3 separate regions of the Rattus norvegicus genome follow, and all the other regions are linked to region 1. A link is a contact called in public Hi-C data. All regions are on one chromosome and are shown on one strand. Each heading gives the region's core, a stretch centred on a gene start, on an enhancer-like site or on the middle of the called end of the contact. The rest is flanking DNA. Distances are from core to core; before and after follow the strand shown.

Region 1 (3,677 bases), core at 596-3,095:
CTGATGACCTGGGTGCCCTTGCCCTAAAACCAGCATCCACTAGGCAATAGAGAGTTGAGCCTGAGGAGGTGGGTGGCTTTAACATTTCATGACCATTAAAAAGAAATGATGTGGCAGGAGCCCTGCCTGCTCTTTTAGAGGACTCAGGTTCCATTCTCAGCATCCGCATCCACCTGTAGATCCCGTCCCAAGGATCCAGCGCCTTCTTTTTGGCCTCTGTGGGCACTGCATGCATATTAAGCATAGACAAGACACACAGGCAGGCAAATACTGGCAAAATGAAGGAGGAGGAGGACGAGGAAGAAGGAAGGAGGAAAAGAAAAAGGAAGAAGGAGGAGGATGAAAAAGGAAGGAGAAGAAGGAAGAGGATGATGATAATGATGATGATAGTGGTAATAACTGAAACACCAAGCTTTGGCCACGGTGTTATGACAGCTTCATGGAACTTCTCTCGAAGCTAGGAACTTCAATAAAGACAGAGGGAAACATGGACCAAGGAAGTAAAGTTAGAACAACTGACAAGTGAGTGTCAAAGATACCCATGCACGGGGATGGAGAGAGGCTTAGTAGTTAAGACACAGGTTCAATTCCCAACATGCACATGGTGGCTTATATCCACCTACAACTCTAGCTGCAGGGGATCAGATAACCAAGCACTCAACTGTCACCTGTCATAGTGCAATACATACATGCAGGTATGTATGTATAGGGTAGAGCAGACCAGAACAGTAGTCTGGAGGACTAAATATATAGGCTTTCACTTGCTTCTTTTCCCAGTGCTGGGGATTGAACCCAGGGCCCCGCTCATTCAAAGAAAATGCTCTATCAAAGGAGCCACAGTCCCAGCCCAGGCACTGCTCTTATCCTCACTGTATAAGTGAGAAGGGACTTGGGGGGCCAGGCTGAATGTATCTGCAAAGATTGTTAAGAAACCTGGCCATGCTTGACATCAAAGCACCACAAAGCACATTTCTGTCCATCAAAAGCAAGGCCCATCCTTTATTTTTCCCCCAACCTGCTAGCCTAATAATCATTTAAAATTTTTGGTTTTGCTGACACTTGATCTTGCTATGTAGCTTTGGCTAGCTTTAAACTCACTATGATCTTTCTGCCCCAGCCTCCCATGTGCTGCGGTTAAAGACATGAACCGTCACACACAATGGTCAACCTAACCCCTTTTATATACTCCTCTAAGTGTCAATCGAAGCACAAACCATACAGGAAAAGGTGGATCCGTATAATTTCCCAACACTCTTGGGATCGGGTGTCAAAGAAGTCTCTCTTATGGCAAAACTCACCCGAGTTCTCTTATCATTTTGTTTGTTTGTTTGTTTGTTTGTTTGTTTGAGATGAGGCCACACGTAGCCCAAGCTGGCTTCAAACTTGATACGTAGCTGAGGATAGCTTTAAAAACAGCTGATACTGTTGCCTCTGCCTCCTGAAGTTGGGATTACAGGTGGGCAGTCGCACGCTTGGTTTGGCGCAGTGCTGGGGACAGAAAAACGCTGCCAACTGAGTCCCGTCCCAGCCCTCGTGGGCTCCTCATCATTTGAAAACACACTTGCATCTGTGTTTCCCCCTGCACAGCTCCAGAGCTGAGGTTCAGGGCTGAGGGCCAAGGCAGACCAGCCTGGGTCTGGGACAGATGGCATCTGTCACTGAGAGCGAAATGCTCGGCAGCCATCAGGAAGCTGTGCTCAGCACGCTTGAGTGACAGCCAGCCCCCACCCCACTCACGCCTGAAGCGGTTCACACGCTGGACACAGAACACTAGAGACCGGCCGGCTCCAGACTTCCCGTCAGTCTTACCTTACCCGGCCACGCGCGCCCACGGTTACCCGGCAACCTGGAGGCGGTACTGTAGCCGTCAAGCAGCGCGGCCGCAAAACCAGCTGCGCGTAGCCGCAAAACGACCGGCTGCGTCCTAGCACAGCACGCTTGCGCACAGCACTTCTGACAGTACCTTCCGCCCCATCCCCCAGCTAAATCTAACGAATAAGGCTAAGGGGCCTTTCCCCCGCCTTAATCCTCATAGCATTCCCACATTTTTCTCTTTACTTTTTTTTTTTTTTTTTTTATGTAGTTCTCACTGTACAGCCTTGGTTTGCTTGGAGCTCACTAGCCCAGACAAGCTCACGGAGTTCAAGATGCCTTTGCATCTCCAGTGCTGGGATTAAAAGTGCTCACTGCCTGGAGGTTCCAACACAAGGTTCATTTTTTTTAGAGATGAGATATGAAGCGACTTGTCCTAAAAGACTGCCCTTGACCTCAGTGTGATAGGAGATTTTATTCAGAGTAATGAACCCTGAATGCTATAAAGGAAGATGTACCCACTGGTGTAATAATGGTGTGAAGGTTCAGAGGCAACCAACATTTAAGTGAGTGGATCTGAGGTCTGTTTGTCGGAGGGAATTCATGCTTGGTGTTGTAAACTTAACCAGAAGCCTGTGTCTCAGGACCAGAAGCCTGTGTCAAAGACCTTAAGGAGAACCCAATTACTATTGTCTTGTTAAATGAAGAGATCCAGCTACTTCCAAATATTTTGGTTATACCCACATACAGATTAGTGCTGCTTTCACCACGTCCAGAGAGGCTTTTCTCTGCAGAGGGCAGTGGTGACTCAGTAACAATCAAAATGCTGACTAGTGACTGCCAAGTGCTCAGTCTTAAGCGGAAATCTCTACATTAACCCTTGCCTGCCCCAGGCTGAGGAAACATTGAGAAGGGAATGGTGCAGAAAGAAGGCCAGAACCAGAGGATGGGAGGATGCTGTCTTCTGGACATGACAGAGCCCATAGCATTCATGAACTCACAGAGGGCTTGGTTACCTACATAAGCCTTAGTCAAGATCAAGGCCGAAGGATCAGTTAAAGTTCTAGCCAGCAGTATTAATTGCATCTGATGGATGACTGAAAAGATAAAAGGCAAGGGGAAGGAAGATAGGCAGGGATGTGTGGGCGAATAGTGGGGTGGGAGAGGAGAGCTGGGGATGGCTGTCATCAAGATATACCGTATATGAAACTGTTTAAGAACACACAAAAGATAACAACAACAATAGCCACAGCAACAAAATGTAAAACAAAGAATACAGACAGGCTGGAGAGATGGCTCAGTTGTTAGGAGCACTGACTGTTCTTCCAGAGGTCCTGAGTTCAAGTCCCAGCAACCACATGGTGGCTCATAACCATCTGTAATGGGATCTTCCGATGCCCTCTTCCAGTGTGTCTGAAGACAGCGACAGTGTACTCACGTATGTAAAATAAATAAATCTTAAAAAAAAATATCTAAAGAAACCAAATTCTGTCAGGCGTGTGGTGAGCGCCTTTAATCCTAGTGCTTGGTAAGGAGAAGCAGCCAGACCTCTATGAATTGAAGGCCAGCCTGGTCTACATAACAAGTTCCAGATCAGCCAAGACTATATAGTGAGATCCTGTCTTTCTTTTTTCTTTTTTCCTCCTAGGCTGGGGTATGAATTAGTGGTAGAGCAATTGCCTAGCATGCAAATGCCTGGGGTCCATAAAAATGAACAAAAGAAAGTGAAAAAGTATTTCTTAAACTTCCAACCTTTGCTCTCTTGTTTCTTTCGTGTTCCTCATATCTCAACTTTGATTTCCTTGTTGGAGTATTTGAAAATAACCCCTACCTAGGCATGGCGGTATGTATTTATAGTTATAATT
Region 2 (3,677 bases), core at 728-3,227, 500 kb after region 1:
TTCATGTGAGCTCAGAAGGGCTGCTTTCTCCTGATCATCACCTGTAAGATACAGGTGATGTTACTACTCCCCGCCCCCGTGTATATGTGTGTGTGTGTGTGTGTGTGTGTGTGTGTGTGTGTGTATGTGTCTCTCTCTGTCTCTCTCTGTCTCTGTGTGTGTGTATCTGTCTCTCTCTGTCTGTCTCTGTCTCTGTGTGTGTGTGTGTATCTGTCTCTCTGTCTCTGTCTCTGTGTGTGTGTGTATCTGTCTCTCTCTGTCTCTGTCTCTGTGTGTGTGTATCTGTCTCTCTCTGTCTGTCTGTGTCTGTATATATATACTCATGCATGCAGAAGTACCACAGCTCACACATGAAGGTCAGAGGACCTCCAGTGTAGGTTTGAGACAGGGTCTCTTGGAGTCCTTCAGCGTGTACCCTCAAGCTACTCTCCCGTTTCTGCCTTCCATCTTACTGTAGGAGTTTGGGGATGGCAGACTTGAGCCACTATGCCTGGCTTTAGGTGGTGCTGGTGACCCAAGCTGAGGTCTTCAGGCTTGCATGGGTTAAGCACTTTCCTAGCGGGGCCCTCCTCCTGGCCTCTTAGTAGTAGGTTGGTTGTTGTTTTAAGATTTAAAAACAATTTTTATGTGTATAAGGGATCATCTGCATGTATGTATGTATGTATGTGTGTATGTATGTATGTATGTATGTATGTATGTATGTCACATGTGTGCCTGGTGCCCTTGGAGCTCACTAGAGGGCATCAGACCTTCTGGAGTTACAGATGGTTGTGAGTGCTGGGGACTTATCATTGAGCCACAGCTCCGACCATGGTATGTTGTCATTTGTTGTGCTGGGATGGAACCCAGGGCTTTGTGAGTACTAGGCAATCTCCCTAGCACTGAGCCACAACACTCAGCCCTAAGCACTGAGCCACACCATCAGCCCTAGCAGTTTGTTGTTTTTGTTTTAGAGCGGGATCTTTCATAGTATCCCAATCCAACCTCAAACTTGCCAAAGCTTGCCTAGAACTCACCACCCTCCTGGTTATAGCCGCATAAGTAGCTGGGACTGCAGGTGGTGGTGCTGATCTTTGAGAGGCAGTACAAGTTAGAGAAGAAAGCACAGCTTCAAAGAGTCTGGGAGCTCAACCATCTCCTGAAGGCCTCTGCCATCTTGAGCACGTTTCTCTCACTGTGTAAAAGAAATCTTTGATATCTTCTACCTCAGAATCCCATTTTCTCCAGAAGAGGAATGGAAATTAAAGGGTCCTTGGTGAGGCCATCCCTAATGGGGCAAGGAATCTTCTCTGATCCTAAAATCGAGAGAAAATATAAAAGGAATGTTTATTCAATATGTTTCCTTTTGTGGGGCATTTTACTTATTATCAGACTTGGAAGGGACTTTTAACATGAAGAAGCCATGGCCAGTTTCTAGCAATCACAGTTCCTTGGGCAGGCATGTTTTACTTTGTTTTGTTTTGTTTTTCTAAATCTTCAAATTCTCCTACAACTTGGTGCTACAGGTGACAGTTGCACAATGTTGAGAATGAGATAGTTCATGCTTTCATTCTTGGAGACAGAGGTAGGCGGATGACTGTGAGTTCGAGGCCAGCCTGGTCTACCTAGCAAATTCTAGAGCTGTTGCACAGTGAAACCCTGTCTGGAAAAAAAAATCTTACGCTTTGGGGCCAGTCTGGTCTACAGAGGGAGTTCTCAGACAGCCAGGGATACACAGAGAAACTCTATCTCAAAAAAAAAACAAGAAAAACCTTCAATATACGGATGATTTAATTAATGTAATTAATTAAATGGTTTAATAACCATTTGTGGTTTGAGAGCTACAAAAGATTTGCAAGGCTGTGTTGTTGTCTATAGCAGGTTGTCTTAGGATGGGCATGCAGTGTGCTCCTCCGCTGGCTAGAGGGCGCCACAGAGCCTCGGCCTCCCTGCAGGTCGCCAGCTGCCGCTCTGAAGCGCGCGTGCGTGGAGGGGCGGGGCCGGGCGGAAGCGCGGTCCGCACGACCGAGAATTGCGAGCACAGGGTCCGCACAGCACCCTCTGTCCTACTGGCGGGCCAGCCCGCCCATGGCGCTGCAGGCGCTGCACAGCTCGGGCGTGGGCCTGCGCAGGATTCTGGCTCACTTCCCGGAGGACCTGAGTTTGGCCTTCGCCTACGGCTCTGCGGTGTATCGCCAGGCAGGACCCAGTGCACACCAGGAGGTGAGTCCGAGGCCCCCTCTTTCCTCGACCAGTCCCATGTCTGGCACCTGTTCACCCTCGCCGGTCCCCGTGTGCCTTCCATCCCTGCGGAGCCCCGGACACGCCAAGAGCCAACTAGTAAAGTGTTCATACTACCAAAGTGTCCCTCAGTGTGAGCTGAATTTGGATTTTCCTTGTCAGGGTTGACTGAAGGCTGGCCTCGAACTCACAGTCCTGGAATTAAAGGCCAGGCAAACCTATATGTTTACTTTTACTTAGTGGTTATGTAGCAAGCGCACGTGCACCGCTGCGCACACTTGAAGGTCACAAGACGACTTGAAGGAGTTGTTTCTCTCCTTGCACCACGTGGGTCATGAGGTTGAACTCAGTTTATCTGGTTTGGCAGGAAGTGACACTATATGCTGGTCCTTCACCGGCCTGAGCTGATAGGATAAGTAAGGGATGAGTAGTCATCTCCATCAATCTAAGTCGGGAGCCATGAGGAAGATGTGGTAGCATTGCAGAGGAGTGGTGGGAAGGGAAAAACAAGTGTTTTCAGCCTTTGACATTGGAGTTTTCCAGAGCTTTTTAGAAAAAAGGAAGACTGTTTTGTCTACAGGGATTCATTTCATTAGCCTAGGACTTTATCAGTGTGTAATATCCCACGTGACTAATTCGAAACCAGCTTTGAAAAATCCCATCTAAAAATAAGGAGAAAATATGGAATGATCGTGGGCTTCAAGAAGTTGATGGTCTGGGTATAGGGCCCAGGCAGGTAGCACATTTATTCAGCTCAACACATTGAACAGGAGTCTAGGTGGGAGTGAGCCTTGCAACTCCAGAGTTGACTGAGTATACAAGTCTCAGTGTGGTCTGCAGAAATCACTGTACAGATAGCATAGGGCATCCTGGGTCTAGCTCCTGGCCAGATCTTTTTTCCAGTTAAAATTCACCTCCTGGTGTTTCTTGAATTTCTTCTGCATCCTTCCTATTTTCTCTACCTTGGCTGCAAATGGGAAAGTACGGGTCATGGGCACACAAGAGATTGTAAGTTGTCCGGTTTCTTCATATACATTATCATAATTTTTTTACAATCACCCTCAACAAGGCATTGTGGTACCCACTTGTAACCCCTGCCTTCAGGAGACAAGAATGGGTGGATCCCTGGGCCTTACTGGCTCCCAGCATACTTGGCAAGCTCCAGGTGGTAAGAGAGCCTCTGACCTGCAAACATGTAGACTCGTACATCTGTACAGATACATAACCATGCCCTATTCATGCTACCTCCAGGTCTTAAATATTATCACCAATGGTCTAAGACTGGCCTGGGAAACCATAGCATTCCTTAACCTCCTGATAGCCACCTTGTGGGTTTTCAGCGAGGTTCTCCTTTGAGCTGACCTAGGATTCTCTCCTGGAAATGACCCTTCTTTTCTCTTCTTTTTCATTCTCTACATTCATGCTAACAAGTCTGGTGCATTCTCCCATGACGAGAG
Region 3 (3,677 bases), core at 703-3,202, 270 kb after region 1:
GCTGGTCTTGAGTTGGCAATGTGGGGCTTGGAATTACTGATGGATGTCCAAGGCCTCCTCAAGCCTCTTCCATTTTGCTCACTGAAGACTTACTTTATCTGGAACTTTAAGTCTGTGCTTTGTTGTCACCCCACATAGCCCAATATTCAGGTTTGTACTTACTCTGTACCCAGCTTCTGAAAGGAAAGCAACTGGGCTGCCTGTGGATCTCAGGGAGGGGTGGTAATGAGGTCTGGGGTAGGGTGGGGTAGCTGTGTAAGCTTGTATATGCCTCCTTTCTAATCGGGATGAACTGTAGGGTGGGCTCAGTTCAGGGTTTACTAGGGGGTCCGACTGTACTGCCTGAGAGAGGGACCTGAGCAAGGGTAAGATGCTAATACTGGTAAAGTGCTCAAGGCCACGTTGTTTTGCTGTCTCAAATCGCAGAGTTGTAGTCTGCCTGACGGCATGGCTCCACTCCTACGCTTCCTCTCCTCCCAGCTGGGATTCTGATTATGTCCTGACAGGATCAAAGATGCATGTGACTCCGTTTGTCTCACACTTGTGTTTCAGGCAGTTCACGTTAGGAGTTTGTCTTCAGTGTGCCGGAAACATCCTCTAAAGCCAGTGTGCCAAGTGGGCCGATGGTGATGTCAGAGTGTGCCTTCCCAAGCAGGGCTTCGAAGTGGGCTAAATGTGCCTTCAGTCACTTCCCTTTCAACACTCACCCCTGAAGATAAGGCTCCAAGTCCTATTCCCACATCAGTGCAGTTTCCTCCCTGCTCCCCACTTCCCCCATGGCTAAGTCTGGCCATGTCTCTCCCCCTGCTCCCCATGGCCACTTTTTAGCTCAAATACCCTTGAAGTAGAAGTGTTCTCTTCCCAGTACTCAGTCATTCACTAATAACATGACTCCAACTGTACGGAAGTTTGGACACTAGCAGGCCTGGTCTTTGTTGTGTTCTTAGTATCACACAGCAGGGCAGCCCATCTTACCTGACAACCACCTTCAACAACAGAACATCCCTTTCTCCCAAGCACTCTAACTGGTTTCAGAAGACCTGCCCTGAGCTCTGACATCGAGACACACGCTCATTAAGCATTAAGCTAGTTGGTGGCCACCTAAGCCACTCCTGCATCGGGGCTCCTCAGTTCCTCCCTCCTGGCACCATCTGCTAGTTACCTGATTTGCTTAAGCATCTATCGGTTTTTGCTTAAACTATAGTTTCCTAATCCTTCCAACTCATCTCTCCCATCTTTGTTCCCCATGGACACTGTCACCCTTTCAAACCTCCCTAGGTGTGCCACTTAATTTCTCTGGAAATTCCTTGAGTGTTTACAGTGTCCCACATACACAGGCCCTTTATGTGACCACCCGTTTATATCTAACAATGGCCGTATGTGGTAGATGCTGCTTTACCAAGATTCCCAATTGCTCCAGCAATGTTGGAATGAAGCTCTCTAGCCTTCAGCTGCCCATATGTCCTTAAAGTGTGCATGCCTTCTGGTCCCAACCTTATTGGTTAGTCTCTTTTCTAAAACAGAATCTCAGGCATCAGGCAGCACAAGGCAAGCCCGTGAAGTGCCTAGACTGGTTCCTGCCAGTCCTGTCCCTCAGGCCTCACAGAAGGCACTCACCATGAATACTGACCCTGGTTCTCCTCCGTCACAGAAATACACACGTGAGACATTCAGGGATAAAATGAGTCTCAAAGTGCCCTTCCCAAGGCTTTGGGGAGAGAGGCCCCAGAGGCAGTCCTCAGAGCTAGAGCCTGGGAATGTGCCTTGGCTACCCTTGATAGTGCCTAAAGAGCTTCTCCTGTCCCTGGTTCCACTGAGGTTGTAGATGGAAGACTTCTCAGGGGGTGCGGGAAGCCAGGAGGAGAGTCCCCTAGGACTGTCCCTTGCCAGGCTGAGACAATCTGGCTCCTCCCACAAGCCTGCTGTCTGCTAGAGGCTGAGGACTTATTCCCTATGGGGTTTGGCTACCACGGGATCTGTCTCCAGTCACCAAGAGCCTCCTGGGATACTGAATTCCACAGAAGTCTGGCCACTCTGGCGTCACTGCCAAAATTTGGCATATAGCCAGCCCGAGGCAGGAACCCGTGGTCAGCCTGAGTAGCAGTTTCTCTCAGGAAGCTTGTTGACTCAAACAGGTAAGAATGTTTAGTGCAGCACCTGTGGCCAGCTGCACACAAACAGGGAAGAGGAAAACAGCCTTTTAATGGCCTCCAAAACGAAGCCCTGTGAAATCCTGAGCTTATGGAATGGCTGCAAGTGGCTGTCAGACAGATGCCACTGCCAAAACTAATGTGGTTGAAGGTGCATTTGTGTCTTAATGAGGGAGGGGAACCCTCCATTCTTGCTTGTTCAAGCCTCATTAGAAAGTAGTTGGCACCTCTTTGAAGGGGTGCACTGGCAGGATCTCTGAAGAGAAAGGGGGTTGAGAGACTGGAAATTCTTTCTTTATGCGCTTGACAAGTTACATCTCTGCGGCTCGGTTTCCCCAAATGGTCAGACTACAAAGATTAAATGCTGATGTGACCCTGGCAGCACCACAGTTAGTGTCAATCATGTCAGTGGTAGCCTCGGTAACAATGATTGTGCCACCGTGAGAGCTCTTCAACCAGCACATTGAAAAACTCTGGCCAGAGATACTGTATAGGGATACAAGTTGTCACAGGCAGATGAGTTCTGCTGGCTCCTCTGGCTCCAGGCTTCCACTAATTCTTTGTGCATTTTTGAGTTCTTTGGATGACTGAGGTGAGAGATAAGCCCTTCTTATTAGCAGTGCAGTCTTGAGGCAAGAAAAGCCTCAGGGCTGCTGGGCTGAACAGAGATATCCTGCAGGAATGGGGTTTGAGGGACTCGGTGAGGAGAGCATGCTGCTACCCATAGAGGCCAGCTAGGCTAATTAATATCCTGCTCTGCTGGGTCTGTGGGGCTTTAGCAATCAAAGAAGCCAGGGGGCAGGGGAGATGAATGTCCCGTGAAGCAGCTGGTGAAGTGATAGGTCGAGCATCTGGCTATTGAGGGAGGAGAGCAAGTTTTCTCATAAGGTACCACAAGTGCCCAGGTCTCCCTTTCTTTCCTTTCCCCTTACAGGCACACCAAAAACCCCTGGTGCACGGTATTACAGACCCTCCTGAGCTGGGGGTCAGAAGACCTAGCTCTCCATAGCAGCCAGGTGACTCTAGAGAGGTCATCTTCATTGTCTTTCCTGATATGGGAGCACATATAGAGTTACAAGTCCCATATCTCACACAAGGGTTAAAAACATCAAATGAGCTTTATAAAATGTAAAGTCCTAGTCAGTGAATGATATAAGACAACATCATTGTTTTTATTTAAATAAAAGTAAATCTACAGTGTATGAACTGCATGTATCAATGGAGAATATATATTGCTAAATAGCTTCCCATCGTCTTGTGCATATAGTAGTTTTTTTTTGTTTGTTTTTTTTTTGGTTCTTTTTTTCGGAGCTGGGGACCGAACCCAGGGCCTTGCGCTTCCTAGGTAAGCGCTCTACCACTGAGCTAAATCCCCAGCCCCGGCATATAGTAGTTCTTATATGGGGGATTTTGGGTTGGGTTAGACCATGCCTTCTCTCTGTGTATCACTGCCTTAGTTTGGGCAAGATCTACTCAATTGCAAATCACTGACCTGGGTGAGAAACCTAGCCCATGGCTGAGAATCTA

Evidence for each region. A called contact is a pair of places that touch in the nucleus more often than the background predicts.
Region 2: a Hi-C map of the A7r5 cell line shows a contact between it and region 1, with 7 times the contacts expected there. The contact joins the promoter of Tamm41 here to the promoter of Tsen2 in region 1. A contact is called at or near these places in 4 of 12 Hi-C or Micro-C datasets (the A7r5 cell line, Schwann cells, frontal cortex and 1 more) and 1 of 1 datasets of contacts at active chromatin or transcription factors (oligodendrocytes).
Region 3: a Hi-C map of the A7r5 cell line shows a contact between it and region 1, with 3 times the contacts expected there. The contact joins the enhancer-like site here to the promoter of Tsen2 in region 1. A contact is called at or near these places in 7 of 12 Hi-C or Micro-C datasets (the A7r5 cell line, frontal cortex, kidney and 3 more).

The regions. Positions count from the first base shown.
Region 1 is chr4:150,273,650-150,277,326 of GRCr8, reverse strand. It overlaps Tsen2 (tRNA splicing endonuclease subunit 2), which reads right to left and starts at 1,845. Exons shown (of 12, transcript NM_001014057.2): 1 at 1,810-1,845.
Region 2 is chr4:149,774,669-149,778,345 of GRCr8, reverse strand. It overlaps Tamm41 (TAM41 mitochondrial translocator assembly and maintenance homolog), which reads left to right and starts at 1,977. Exons shown (of 8, transcript NM_001108642.1): 1 at 1,977-2,202. The coding sequence starts at 2,068.
Region 3 is chr4:150,005,291-150,008,967 of GRCr8, reverse strand. All of the region lies in intron 10 of Syn2 (synapsin II), which reads right to left. Among named protein-coding and RNA genes, the nearest start is that of Timp4, 22 kb to the right of the region's middle. Within about 2 kb of position 1,952, at least 10 of the 93 cell types and tissues checked have an H3K27ac peak or open chromatin away from gene starts, as enhancers often do. A contact at or near this core is called in the A7r5 cell line, where this site is marked.